Regions from separate parts of the Sus scrofa genome. Here region 1 is linked to region 2. A link is a contact called in public HiChIP or PLAC-seq data. All regions are on one chromosome and are shown on one strand. The core of a region is the stretch at or near the end of the contact, and the rest is flanking DNA. Distances in the headings are between cores, read along the strand shown.

Region 1 (7,287 bases), core at 3,591-6,090, 66 kb before region 2:
CATGGATACTAGATGTGTTCATTAAACGCTGAGCCATAAGGGGAACTCCTAAATGCATTTTCGGAGTTCTCGTTGTGGTGCAGTGGATAATGAATCCGACTAGGAACCATGAGGTTGCAGGTTCCCTGGCCTTGCTCAGTGGGTTAATGATCCGGCATTGCCATGAGCTGTGGTGTAGGTTGCAGACGTGGCTCGGATCCCACATTGCTGTGGCTCTGGTATAGGCCGGTGGCTACAGCTCCGATTCGACCCCTAGCCTGGGAATCCGTATACCACGGGAGCAGCCCTAGAAAAGGTACAAAGACAAAAACAAACAAATGAACAAACAAAACTAAATGCATTTTTGACTTAAGCTATCCATTTGGGTTTATTGGAGTGTAATGCCATTGTAAGTCAAGCAAGATGTGTATGCCGCCAGTGATGGCTGTACCAGCTCTGTCTCCTCAATCTGCTAGGGTTGCCAAAGGCTTTTCCTTCATCCTGGCTGGATTTCCACTGCCTTAGCTCCAACAAGGCAAATGTCCAGTCCGATGCACCCCTATTTCTTGGTCACCTGCTGACAACTTTATCAGTTGGAAGAAACTGACTCTGCCCACCTTAATCAGAAATGGAATTCATGAATGGAAACTTCTGTAGCTCCCAGAATCACCAAGAGCATTGGAGGACAAGGAAGAGAGGCGATGCCCAACTCACAGTTCTGCTTTGGCAGACACTGCATGCTGCTGCTCGGCTGCTGTGACTCCTGCCACAGCAGAAGTTCTGCTGTCCTTCGGCTGGTCACCAGCCCTGCTGAGCAAACTCCAGGGAGGGAACATCTGATTGGCTGGGCCTCAGGCAAAGGAAACTGGGAAGTGGATGTCTGCCATTTCTGCCTTCTGCACTGGAGGAAGGCGGCCCAGGAGGAAATGGCACAGGCCCTGAGCGGTGCTTGGCTTACTCTCACCCTGGCTCAGAGTTAGTCCTGGGCTGATGGGCCACATCCACACCCTGCCACCCACACCTCTTGGGTGCTAGGCTTTCTGGGTATCATTGAATATTGCTCTGGCTCCGTGCAGAGTTCCCATAAACAGCTTGGCTGTTCTAGCATAGAAGTTCTAGTGGAAAAATAGTTATTCTTGTCACTGAATATTTGAGGAGAGTTCCATAAAAGGGCTGTTACAGAGCTGTGGGCGAGCTCAGGTGGCAGCCCCCGGGGGCTGCATCAGTGAGAGCTCTTTCCATCCTTAGGCCTGTCAGCTGAAGAAAAATGCAGAACCTACAAGTTGTGAGTAAATTTTTTTTTTTCTTTTTTAGGGCCACACCTGTGGCATATGAAGTTTCCCAGGCTAGGGGTCTAATCGAAGCGACAGCTGCCAGCCTTTGCCACAGCCACAAAAATGCCAGATTTGAGCTGCGTCTGTGACCTGCACCATAGCTCACAGCAACACTGGATCCTCAACCCACTGAGCAAGGCCATGGATTGAACCCGAAACCGCATGGTTCCTAGTTGGATATGTTTTCGCTGCACCACGATGGGAACTCCTTGAGTTAATTTTTGTTTGTTTGTTTAATTTTTGGCCTTACTTGCAGCATGCAGAAGTTCTGGGCCAGGGATCAAACCTGCACCACAGCAATGACAATGTTAGATCCTTAACCCACTGAGCCACCAGGAAACTCTATGAGTCAAATTTTACTTGGGGATCCGTTTATTCTGAGGACTATAGCCCAGAAGACAGCCTCTCAGCTCTGAGGACCGGCTCTGAAGAGGTAAGGGAGTGAGGCAGAATAATAATTCAGGTAGTTAATGTAGGAACATGGGCTTTGATATATTCCCTGATTAATATCCATGGTTTAAGATTTGTAAAAACTGATCAAGACAAACAGGCCTTTCTTATTGGGATATTAACTATTAAGAGTACATTTGTTTTACGTCAAGGTAGGAATTAACCCCTGACTTGCTAACTTGACTGTTAGCAAAATAATATAAAGAGTGGCGACTCTTAAGTCTTAAGTCTAGGAAAAAGAAGAGAAAAAGGACCATAAAATGTACGGCGCATCCCCTAACTCGCAAGTCCCTGTTGGACAAGGCCAATGGGAAAAAGAACTGATATCTGGACCCCACATTGCTACTCCTGTCTTTAAGAAATAAAACCCTCCAGAGAACAATAGAAAGGGAGACTCTTCTAACCCCTCCCAGTGTCGGTGCTGGGAGCTGTTTGCTTTTCCTGTAATAAAAACTTTGCTTGCTTGCTGCCTGTGTGTTCTCACAGTTCATTCTTCAGGTCCATGAACAAGAACCTGGATTCCGGTAACATCTTCCTGGCATCAGGAGGAGCCAGGATATATAGGAGTTTTTCGTTGGAAAAATAAAACAAGTGGTCAAATATCAAAAGCTTACTAATCACAGAGTTCCCTTGGGGCGCAATGGGTTAATAGCCAGCATTGTGTCACTGCAGCAGCTTGGGTGGTTGCTGTGGCATGGGTTTGGTTTCAGTCCCAGGCCAGAGAACTTCTATATGCCTTGGGTGCAGCCAAAAAGGAAAAAAAGGAGTTCCTGTTGTGGCTCAGCACAACAGGACATAGTGACATAGTGTCTGTGAGGATGCTGGCCTCACTCATTGGGTTAAAGATCTGGCATTGCTGCAAACTGTGGTGTATTTTGTAAATGTGGCTCAGATCTGGCATTGCTGTGGCTGTGACATAGGCCAGCAGCTGCAGCTCCAATTCAACCCCTAGCCTGGGAACTTACATATTCCGCAAGTGCTGCGCTAAAAGTAAAAGAAAAAAAAGAAAGAAAAAGATTACTGATCTCACAGAATAGAAGCCTCAAGTTAAATGATTCTAGAGCTCTCTTTTCTGTGTATGGGAAAATGCAAGGACTAGTGTTCCTTGAAATTCTTCCTTAGATATGCATCTTATCTAGGGCCAGCATCCAAAGCATAGTATATTTCCTGCTTTTCCTCCATCAATTCAGGGAACAAATTCAGGGAATTCATCCCCTCAGGGCACACTGTGGGTAGGTGGCTGCAGTGGCTAATTAGAACAGTGGCTTGATTGGAAATGGATGGCAGGCAACATTCTTTGTTTACTGGCATGGCAGGTAACATTCCCTGTCCAAAGCCTGCAGGGTCGAGCCCCAGGTGGGGAAAGACTCCTGGGACCTGGTGGGATTCCACTCACCCACCCAGCCCCTACTGGCCCCAACCTCCAGTGCAGTTTCTGCAGAGGGAATCAGTCACTCCCTGGGGCCCTCAAGATAATGTTCCAATTTCTCAGCATTATGGCTCTGAACGAGGGGTGGGAGGAGCTGTGGCTGTTGGGAGTAGGAGGTGTGTCTGACTGGCCTCCAGAAGCTTTGAGGAGCAAAGTAGGGATAGGAAGGGGCAGAGGCAGCAGGGTGGGCTGAGGCTGGGCTGTGTCAGGGAGGGCCCCTCATCATGCTCCGTCACAGGTCACACCGAGCGGTCACACCTCTGCCCCCATTTGTGTGCTGAACATGCTGAGTTTGTACCCTTCCCAGCCAGGTGGTGAGGGGGACAATGGAGGACCTAAGCCCTCCCTCCCTATTCTTACGCTGGCCAAGGACTACCCTGAGGATATCCCGGTTGTCTCCTGAGGCCTTACCTCTTGTTACACGAGGTGGCACTCAGGGTGTACACAGTGGCTCAAGTTAGTGTGACACTTCATGTTTTCTGCTATATAATGAGTATACCTGTGGCGGGAGCAGGGTGCAGAGAAGCTCAGAAACATGGGCCGAAAAAGAATGCTTGTCATAGACTGATGTTTGTGTCCTCCCAACTTTAAAGGCTAATTCCACAGTAATGGTATTTGCAGGCGGTGCCTTGGGGAGGTGAGTAGACCGTGAAGGTGGAGTCCTCATGAATGAGATTGGTGCACTCATAAAAGAGGCTCCAGTGAGGAATTCCCAGTTTGTTCAGCCGGTTAGGATACAGCATTGTCGTCACTGCTGGGGCTTGAGTTCAATCCCTGACCCTGGAACTTGTGTTGCAAGCTGCAGGTGTACCAAAAAAAAAAAAAAAAAAAAAAAAAAAAAAAAAAAAAAAAAAAGGAAAAAGAGGCCCCAGTGAGCTCCCTTGCCTCCTGGAAACAGAGGTCATCTGAGAACAAGAAAGCAGGCTCTAAACCAACACAGAATATGCTGACAGCCTGATCTTGGAATTCCCAGTCTACAGAATGGTGAGAAACAAATGTCTGTCGTTTATAAGCCACTGAGTCTGAGATGTTTGGTTATAGCTGCCCCAAGGGACTAAGACAGTAGTCCAGCTTCCCAGCCCTGGCTATGTAAGGATCCCTTGTTATCAAAGCTACAGCCCACTGGCCTGTGTGCAGTAAAGCAAATCTACTGAGCCTAGGCTGTGGTGAAGGAAAGTGCAGCATTTATTGACAGGCACCAAGCAAGGTACCTGGGGCAGCTGGTGCTCAAAACATCTTAATTTCCCCATGGGATTTAGCAAAGCATTTTTATTAAAAGCCAGAGAGGGGAGTCAAGTCACAGGGAAGGTGATCAGCTGTGCACAATTCTCTGATTCGTTGATGGTGAGGTAACAGGGTAGTATCACAGCTGTTAACTGTCAAGCAATCAAAGTGGCCATTAGGCCAGGGGTGGGCGGGGAGGGCTACATGCTTAGCATCTATAAAACAACTCAGGAAATGTGCACCAGATATTATTATCTAGGTACTTGCCAGAGGAACTAAAGCAGAGGAGGGATCTGTCCTAGGAAGGCCCCATATGGTCCTGCTCTGTTATACCCTGACCCACAGTGAGGGGGCATCTGAGGCCTATTAGCCGTGGCCCCATCTAATGGTGTCTTTGAGAGCCTAGTTCTGGCAGCAGTGATTGGGGCCAACTGGCCCCATTCTGAGCCAGGTGGTGGCCTAATGTGTGCCTGGAGCTGCCAGTTCCTAACCCTCAAACCAGGCCATTGGAGCCAAGCTTGCCCTGACACAGGGGTGAGCCTACCTGGACTCAAGGTAGGGTGAACAAGGGCATAGGGGGTCACTCCAGGAGGAGTGTCTTCAGAGCTGGAGTCCTGGGAAGCTTCTGAACTAGGCATCCAAACAGGAACCAGCATCTGTCAGGCGCCTACTGTGTGCAGAGGTTTGCCACACCACCCCACTTCACCCTAAAGTACCTCTGGGGAGTATTCCCCCGGGCGAGTGCGGGGCGGGGGAGGGCTCTGAGCCCAGCACCCGGGCCTGCCGGCAGCACCCAGCAGAAGCTCAAGGACCAGGACGCAGATCCCCGAGGAGACCTTCTCCGGACCCCGGGACAGGGACTGGCGGTGTGGGCGGACAGGGCCCTGAGAGCAAAAGGCAGCTTTGGTGGTCGCCGGGTGCCCGTCGGCGGAACCCGCTCCGGGGAACCAACACCTAACGTGTGCCTGGCCTGGAGGCTGGGAGGGGCGTCCGCTTCCTTTCCTTCCCTCGCCCTCCCCTCCTCTGCCTCCCGGGCGGGGTTCCCGGAACGGCCGGGGCGGGGCGCCGCGCGGGTCGCAGAGGCTGAGGCCGCACCGCGACCGTCAGTCCGCCCGCCAGCCCAGCCATGGCCACTTCAGCCCCCGCGCCTCGGATCCTGCTGCTGCTGTTGCTGCTGCTGCTACCGCCGCCTCCGGGTGGTGAGCCTTGGCGGGTGGCCGGGGGTTTGTCCTGGGAAGGGATGGGGGCAGCCGCGGCGCGCCGTCCCTGGAACCAGCCCAGGCAGCCCTGTCCCCGTAGGGCCGCCAGCGGACCTCTAATCACTCTGAGGTCGTCAGCCAACCCCACGACTGGTCTCTTCTGCCCAGCCTCTCACCTGTGTGAACTGACACTGTCCTGACCCCAGGCAGCTGCCACCATTGCTCTGTCCTGGAATGGTGGGAAGGGGGGGTGGTCTGTCCTCTAGTGTTCCAAGGGATTGGGTCCTCAGAGGCTGGGGTAGGATTCCCTTCCTGGTCTTAGTGGGGGTGGGCAGGGGGTGGCAACAGGGAGGCCTGGACCCTCCATCTGCACCTTCCCTCAGCCTCTGTTTGTTGGCTGGGAGCCTCTACTCCCTGCCTTCATGGCCCTGGTGTTCCTGGAGACGGCTGAGGCTGGCCCCCGGCGTTGGAGGAGACACGCTAACTGTGTGTGTTGATTGTAGACTGATGATTCACAGATGGTGGAGGCCAGGCTGGGGGCCTTTCAGGGGTAACTGAATAGAACAGCACACTGCCCCACCCACCTCCTGCCCTAGGAAGCCGAAGATTCTTCTGGGGTGGGTGGTTTTCTCCAAGGGAAGGACCTTATTTCCTGGGCACTGGGACACATCTAGAGGACCTGGGGTGGGAAGGTGAGAAGGTCCAGCCCTGTTTCCTGGTCCAGTGAGGTCTGGAGAGCCTGGTTCAGAGCATCTGGGTGTCAGAAGACCATTTGTATCATTGGCTTTGGGCTCAGACGTCACCTGTATGCGTCTTCAGGCCCAGCTTAGAGGCTTGGGCTGGGCTGTGGCTGTAAAGGCCCTGCTGGAGGTTGGTCACCTGAGCTACCCAGTAGCACGGGCTGTGCTTACCACCAGCTCGCAGGTGGACAACTGGCTAGGTTGGGCCTGTCATTGGTCCTCTGCCCTGCAGCTTTGTCCAGAGCAGGCTTCTGTCTGGAGCTGCCAAGAAGAAAGCATCTCCCCCCACCTACCACCGGGTTCCCAGTTGTCGCTTCTCAAGGTCAATCAGTGCCTCTGTCTTTGGACCTTGCTCTGCCAGTGGCCCACGGGTGCATGATACTCTGGGGGTGGAAACATTATCCTTTCTTGCCATCCAGGTTCTTTGGCTGGTCTAATAATTAAATTGATGTAAGACAGATTAACAGGAGACAAACAAAAGTTTAACAACACATATACTTCCTGGATACCGGAGGGAGACCCAGGAAAACTGAAGAAACTGCCCCAAATGGTGAAAGCCCTCACCTTAAATACCGCCTTCAACTAAAGACAAAAAAAGTTATTAGGAGCCAGTTATGGAAAGTCTGTTGTGGGAAGTTACCAGGAAATGGCTGGTAAACAAGGGTAAGGTGGTTATGCAGGTTTAAATCTATTCTTTTTGAGCCGGTATTGCCATGAGCTGTGGTAGGTCAGACACAGCTCCGATTCTGTATTTCTGTGGCTGTGGTATAGGCTGGCAGCTGCGACTCAGATTCAACCTCTAGCCTGGGAGCTTACATATGCCAAGGGTGCGGCCATAAAAAGACAAAAAAAAAAAAAAAAAAAAAACCCAAAAAACCAAAACAAAAAACTATTCCTTTTGTATTGATGAGAGTCGTCTTCCTCTTCCTAGT
Region 2 (7,279 bases), core at 2,522-5,021:
ATGGGCCTCTGCCTGGCTCCTTGCTGGAACAGGGGAGCGTGATCTTGGCGCTGTCGGACACGGAGCAGAGGCTACAAGCCCAGGTCAACAGGAACACCATCTGTGGCACACTGGTCACCTGCATGACATTTGTGGCCATCCTGCCTGTGCTTTATACACTGTTCAGGGCCAGCTAGCCCCTGGACGCTTTTCCAGAGGGTCTGAAGAAATAGGTATGGATGTGGATTTAATTAGAGAGTGAAGCAGTTGAACTGAGCCTTTGGGTGTGCACTCAGCCTGAGGCTGAGTCGGAGCACTGTCTGTGTGGCTTACCAGCTGATACACTTTGCTTTTTAGGCAGCACTCATTTACATTAACTGTCAAAAGTTTGTGCTAATGTCCAATTAAAATGTGTTTGGGGTTTATTATTTAAAATAATTTATACTAGACTAAGTTTTGTCCATTGAAAATTGAGATTTGGGACTGTGGGTTGGGCCTGAAAGTAAGGTCATCACCCCCTTTTAGTTTCTCTCTCATCTCTTTTGTAAATATTTATTTTTATTCTTTTAAATTTTAGGGCCACACCCGTGGCATATGGAGGTTCCCAGGCTAGGGGTTGAATCGGAGCTACAGCTGTCGGCCTGTACCACAGCCACAGCAACTCGGGGTCTGAGCCACACAACTCGTAGGTATGTGACCTACACCACAGCTCACGGCAATTCTGGATCCCTGGCCCTCTGAGTAAGGCCAGGGATCGAACCTGCGTCCTCATGGATGCTAGTCAGGTTTGTTTCTGCTGAGCCATGACGGGAACTCCCTCTCTTATCTCTTGGTCTTGCCCTTTGGCTCAGGACCCATTTGGATGCACTTACCCCTTGAGGCCTGGATTTTTTTCTCTCTTTCTTTCTTTCTTTTTTTTTTTGGCTGCACCTGTGGCATATGGAAGTTCCTGGGTCAGGGGTTGAATCCACACCACAGTGGCAAGCTAGCTGCTGAAGTGACAACGCTGGATCCTTAACTGGCTGTGCCACGACAGAGCTCGGAGGCCTGGATTTTCACTTTGGATTTCCTGGCCTGTCTTTCACTTGCCCAATCTCCCTGTGCCAGATGGCCCATGGGTTCTAGTTGCCTGCAAAATACTCGTTGGTAATCATGGTTACTGCCCCTCTTCTGAATCACTTTCTCTGCCATGTTGGGGAAAACTTCCTGGTTCTAACACTGGAGGAATGATCAGAGGAGAGTGGGGAAGAGGGATTGGGGGAATGGTTGGTAAACATTGCTGGGAACATAATTACAGGAATTGGCAGCCGGTCTGGTTCCCTGGTGCAAAGAATGCTTTGGGCAGCACCACTCGGGTGTGGGTGTCATCCCACACACAGCCTAGGGATGGCCTCTGTAGGCATAAGCAGAGCTCAGCCCACCAGCAGTGTGAGTGGGGAGGAGCCTCCCAGAGGTGGGAGGTGCAGATGGGGGGCGGGGACATGGAGGCAGACTGCCCTGAGAACCCTTGACTTCCTCTCTTTTCAGTGGACAACAGCCACTTTGACCTCCCAGGCTAAATGGCCATGGGTGGCCTTGAATGTCCTTGAGTAAATAGAAGTAGTGAGGAGGCACTCTGCTTGAGCTGTGGGTCTGGAGAACCCATCCTTCTTTCTGGCTGCACAGAGGTGTGCAAGGTCTGCAGATAGGGGCTTCTGCAGGTTGGGCTTGTTTGCCTCTGCAGAGCTGACTCAACAGCAGAGGCCGGTGGAACCAGAAGTGCTTCCATGAGGTGCCCTCCTTTCTTGGGCGCCTGTGCTTAGGGCAGTGAGCATGGCTCAAGTGGCCCTGTGGATGCCCTGAACTGAGCCCCCGATCCCTTGGTCGTTTGGTCACTCTATCCAAGGCATTATTTCCTTTTTGTAATGATTCTTCAGAAGGGCATGGAATGAAATGACCTCTACACTTGGGCTATGTTCACCCTCCATCAGGGGTAGGAGATGCCCTATCTGTGTATAGATGTGGCCTTTGGGAATCCTAGGTCCCCCTCTCGGGTGAGGTAGGTACTAAAGGGTATGCATTTGAGTGAATGGGTCTGGGGAGAGGAGGATTCCAGGCACATGCTGCCCCCCCCCCCCCACAAGCTGCACAGGCAGAAAAGTTGAGGTGTGTGAGGGCTTGGCTGAGATGGTGATGAGTATGGGGGAGTTGTGGAGCATAAGGTTAGAGAATGAAGTGGAGGACCGGAGTGCCAGATAGGCACCTGGGGTCTTTGATGTTTGGAAGCCACGAGGGAACTGGTGCAGACAAGGTGCTGAGCGCCTGGACCCAGGTGCAGGAAGAGATGGTGGAGGAAAGGGAGCAACCTGAGGAGTTGGGGAGGAAGAATTTGGAAGGTGGAGTTGGAAATAGGAGAGTGAAGGCAGGCTCTGGATGGGTAGCAGGTGGGAAGAGGGTGCTGGTGGTTTAGCTCTTTTGACAATAGCCAGTGCAGATGACCTGAACTTTCTGGTTGAGGCTTCCCCAGCCTGTGCAGGATATGGGGTCTTCCAGGGAGGTCTGTATATGAAAAAATTTGCCTTCCAGGAGGCTGTCTCCATGGCCTCCAGCCAGAGTCCTTCAAAAGTCTTAAAAAGATGGGCTAGGTCCTGGCTCCTGAGTTTGCAGTGGGCAGGGTGGGGTGTGAAGGGCCTGGCATAGGGCACACCTGGGCCTCAGGAGAGAACCCAGATGTTCCTCCCTCCGAAGGCCCGGATATTTGCTGGTGAGGGAGTTCAGACTTGCCCAAGGCTTCTCACCTTGGGGTGGGTCCAGGTACAAGTCTGGGAGGAAAGGAAAGAAATGTGCCCTTACATGTGCACTTTTGCAGCGGTGCGCCCTCCTCTAACAGCCGGCCTAGGTGTGGTAGCACCTCCACTTGGCGGTGAGCAAATAGGCGTGTGTGTTTGGGGGGCAGGGGTCAGATTACTTGGCTTAGTGATAGCGCAAACCCAGGCCCAACCCCAAAGACTGCGCGCTCTTCCCGCACAGCCAGAGGTGGGGGCGGGAGGGAAAGGTTGGCTGTTTGGGAGTCCTGGGAGTGGGCAAGACCTGGTGCGGTGGGGAAAAACAAGTCACCTAGGAGTTCAGGTAAAGAAAATTGGAGGCGGACAACCACAGGAGCCAGGTATTGGAGGAGAAAGAGGGAGCTCCGGGCGCCGCAGCGCAGGGGTGGTGATTTGTTAACCGGCGGGCCAGAGGAGAGGCGTGGGACTCACCCGGCGCCCAGGCAGGTAGAGCTGGAGCGCTGAACCACCGCACCTGAGGGTTCAGAGCGGGACCCCCCAGTCCGGCCCCTCCCACCCCGGAGGGCTCCCGATTTCGGTTCCAGTGCCCCTCTCAGGTGAGGCCCGGCGGGAGCGGAGCCGGGCGGGGCGTGGCTGGCCGCCCTCTGGGCTCTGCTCCTCACCCTCCTCCCACCGCCCTCCACGTTGCCCTGGCTACCGTCGCGGTGCAGCCAGCCACCCCCTAACCCCCGCGACGGAGGGGGTCGAGTCCTCCGCCCTGGGCAAGTGCGAAGACTGATGGACTGGAATGCGGGGTCCCGGGCCGCTTGCGACCGCGCGCCCCGCTCTCCTGGCTGCTTCCGGCCTGGCTTGGGCGGCGGGCGGGGGGAGGGCGGCCGGGCGGGCGAAGGGGGGGAAGGAGCGGAGCCGGGCCCGGCCGACGCGGCTTTGTCTCCTTTGTTCCCGGCCGTGGCAGAGCCGCAGCGGGAGGGGCGGGCGGCGGGCGCAGTTTTCTGCCCCTCGGTCTCCGGGTAACAGCTGCGGCTTCGCCAGACCCACCTCCGGGGGGCGGGCGAGGGGGGGCCGCAGACGCTACCCTGCGCAGATCCCTAGTCGGGAGTGGCCGGCGCCCGCCTCGGCGTGGCGTGCTCGTTCCGCTGGGCCTGGCCGGGTGGTGAGTGTGGGGCCCCAGGGCCGGGGTGGTGGGGCTGGGGCGAGGCAGCGCGCCCTTGGGATAGAAGGACCTTGGTTGGGCCTCCATGCTGCTGGCCCCGGGCAGCCCAGGTGAGTGGTGGGCGCTTCGGTCCTGAGAGTTGGGACCACACTTCTCTGTGCGAAGGGAAACTCTGGCGGCTCCGCCTGTAACGCGATTGGGAGACAGAGGAGGTGGAGCTGCTCCTCCGCGCCCCCTCCTCGCTGCCGCCGCCGCTGCCTCAGCTAGGGACCGGCCGGCCTCTTCCCCGCCCTCCCAGGACCACTGGTGGGGTCCTTGCCCCGGCTGGGGAGGAGGGAGGAGGGTCAGGGAAGAGTCGATGGGAAGGTCGAGGCTTCCCCCCTGTAGTAACAGCCCTTCCAGGCTGTGCTGGGCGGGACTGACAAAAGGCAGACTGTGCTTTCCCCTGCCACGCACCCCCAGGGGGCGTCCCCCCTCCCCCACCCTAGACGCAGGTGATGGGTGATTGATCACTCGAGTCCTCACTGGTGCCCGGTAAATGGTGGACAAACCCCGCTCCCCCCACTTCAACACAGACAACAGGGCAAGCGCTGCACTCCTGTGCTGTCAATGAGTAACTTTTAGATGGACCCTGGGAATGGAGTGGGAGGGCAGAAGGGAAAGGCCAGTGTCCTAGACTCCCTGCCACTGGGTAAATGAGAGCTGGGCTGTGAACCCTCTCTCTCTGTGTGAAGGGCAGTCTAAACCCCTTCAGTTGGTGAGGACAGCCCCGGCAGAGCCAAGAGAGGTGCTTGCTCTTTGCAGATGAAGTGAGGCAGCCTTGAGGCGTGCTGAAGCCTTCCAGAGGAAGTTGGGCCCAGAAGAACCAGGCTTTGGCTATAACTCTAGCTGCGACTTGAGATCTGGAGAGTGGGCAAGTGATCCTAGCTATGCAAGTAGGGAACTTGAGGCCTGACTTCCAAACCAGCCTTTTCAGTCTGCTCTGGCCTGGTCCTTATTAAATGTGGGGCTGACACCTTGTCCTTTGAGAAGCCAGGTGGCTTGGAGAGGGTTGCGGGCCCCATATCTCCCCTCCTGGCTGGGTTTTCTTGGCTTCCTTTCAAAATGCAAGGAGTACCTGTTCTTTGCGAACGTCTGTCCTGATTACTCAGGCCTCTGAATCAAAAGTCACATTCTCTGGAGTTCCCGTTGTGGCTCAGTGGTTAACAAACCCAGTTAGTATCCATGAAGACGCAGGTTCAATCCCTAGCCTTGCTCAGTGGGCTGAGGATCTGGCATTGTTGTGAGCTGTGGTGTAGGTCACAGACGAGGCTCAGATCCCTAGTTGCTGTGGCTGTGGCTGATTTGACCCCTATCCTGGGAACCTCCATATGCTACGGGTGTGACCCTAAAAAGACAAAAAAAAAAAAAGTAAAAAAGTCACTTTCTCTGCCTTCAAGGAGCTTGAAGTCCAGAGTGGGAGCATGGATCAGGGAAAAGAGTGGCCTCGGTTGGTGTACTCATGCCAGGCACATGCCATATCACATTTAATGGTCAGAGAAAGTCCTCTAGATGGGAAATCTGAGGCTCAGAGAGCCCAAGGCAGAGCTGCAGTACATACCGGGGTGGTGGCTGGGGGTGTCCATCCCACAGACCACACACAGTGGGCTCCTCGGGCTTCTTTGGAAGGTGCTATTTGAGCACTAAAGTTACTGGGACAGAGAGGGAGTGGACATGGAGGAGTGTGAAACAGCCTGCAGTTCAGGCTGGCAGGAACGAAGAGCATGTGTGGGGGAGCCCGTGGATTGGAGAGCTTGACCTTTATCCTTCAGGTCCTGGGTGCCCCAAAGACTCTTGGGGGAAGGATGTACCCTGCCTGATTCTGCTTGAAGTTCCCTGAGGTGGGCGGGGTAGACTGGAGGGGCTGGGGGCTCCTCTATGGCTGGTGGCAGAAACTGAGTGAAATTCGTGTGGCCAATAAGGAGGAGAAAATGTGTCTGCCTTTTGTTTTCCTCCTCCTCCCATCCATGGTATGTGGGGAAGGGCTAGGGTTGCTAGGTCTTGTTGCAGTGATTGATTGAAAAAGCTTGACACTTTTCCCAGAGTAGGTCGGCCTCCAGCCTCCTATGTGGCCTGGTCAGGAGCTGTCCTGATCCTGCCCATCCTCTTCCTGTGGGCCACTAGACCAGCTGTGATTTTTACATTCTGGGGAGTGTCTTGGTTGCTGCCCCTTGAAGGCTGGAGAACTTTGGCATGAAGTAGGCGCTGAGCAAATGTTTGTAAGTGAATGAAGGGGCAGAACCTCTGCCCAAGGCCCACCCCTAGGCAGGCAGTGGTTGGAGGGACTGAGCAATAGCTGAGTGTGGGAAGCGGCCTCTGCTCATCCTCAGGCAGACCCTGTCTTCCTGGAGGAAGAAACTTTCTCCCCCCATCCCTTGGAAACAAGGTGGGGGGCTCCTGGGAAGCCTGGCCTTGCCACAGTCCTAGGCTTCTCGCTGGGTTCACGACTCTCTCTGTTGCCCCCCTCCCCCTACCCCCTTGGTGGCAAACAGAGGCTGCCTTGTTCCTACTCCCATAGAGCTGCCCTGTTCTCTGCACACTAAAAATGGAAACCCCCAAGCTATTTTGGGAGCAGTGCCCAGCCAGGCTGTGGCCGCAGCTCCCCTGCTCCCCCTAGGCTGCTGGACCCTCCTCCAAGCCTGCTTACACTGGGGCAGCCTCAGGAGCACCCTGCCGGGGACCTTGGCTGGAAGGAGCCCTCCTAGACCCTGGGAAGCTCTCAGGACACTGCCCACGCAGACAGGCAGCTGGGTGGCGGGAGGGGGCTGGGCCATGTGGCCTGGGTACAGGCAAATAGGGGAAGTGTCTCACCGCCTGGGATGCATAGCCTATCCCCAGTGCTTAACCAACTTTGGTGCTTCTGGCTAAGACCATCCAGGTCTGGGAAAGGTGGTGTCATGGTTTCCTAGTCTCACCAGGCTTCAGGTGGGGCCTGCAAGGAAGGGGTCTGTGAGGAGAGCAGGCACCCAAGTTCTGGGAGGGTCCTGGGATGGAGGGCACATCTAGTTTGGTGACTTCCTCTATGACAATCACCCCCACCCCCCTCCTGAGCCCTGCTCTGACCTGCAGGAAAAGAAGTAGAAAGAGATGGCTTGGCCTTCACAGCCCTGTAGGTCTTAGGGCTCAAACCAGGGAAGTGTGTGTGTCTATATTTGTGGGGCTTGAATATGGGTGCTGGTGCGTATGACTTGGGTAGGTGGGTGTGACATTCCTGTGTGTAGGGAGGTTGTCTCTGTGGATGTGTCTTTGTGTAGGTGTCTAAGTGCAGGTGGTGTGTCTGTGTGGGGTGTATGTCTGTATCTGGGTATGTGTGTTGTGTATACAGGTTATATGTATGTGCATG

What was found. HiChIP or PLAC-seq counts read pairs in DNA pulled down with a chosen protein or histone mark.
Region 1: a contact with region 2 is called in an H3K27ac HiChIP or PLAC-seq map of alveolar macrophages. The contact joins the promoter of SHISA5 here to the promoter of PLXNB1 in region 2. A contact is called at or near these places in 1 of 5 promoter capture datasets (fetal liver) and 2 of 2 datasets of contacts at active chromatin or transcription factors (alveolar macrophages and skeletal muscle).

The regions. Positions count from the first base shown.
Region 1 is chr13:31,203,277-31,210,563 of Sscrofa11.1, reverse strand. SHISA5 (protein shisa-5) reads left to right here and starts at 4,840. Exons shown (of 6, transcript XM_021070633.1): 1 at 4,840-4,971.
Region 2 is chr13:31,136,625-31,143,903 of Sscrofa11.1, reverse strand. It overlaps PLXNB1 (plexin-B1), which reads left to right and starts at 3,771. Exons shown (of 39, transcript XM_021070624.1): 1 at 3,771-3,897. It overlaps CCDC51 (coiled-coil domain-containing protein 51), which reads left to right. Exons shown (of 4, transcript XM_003132182.4): 4 at 1-414. The coding sequence ends at 176.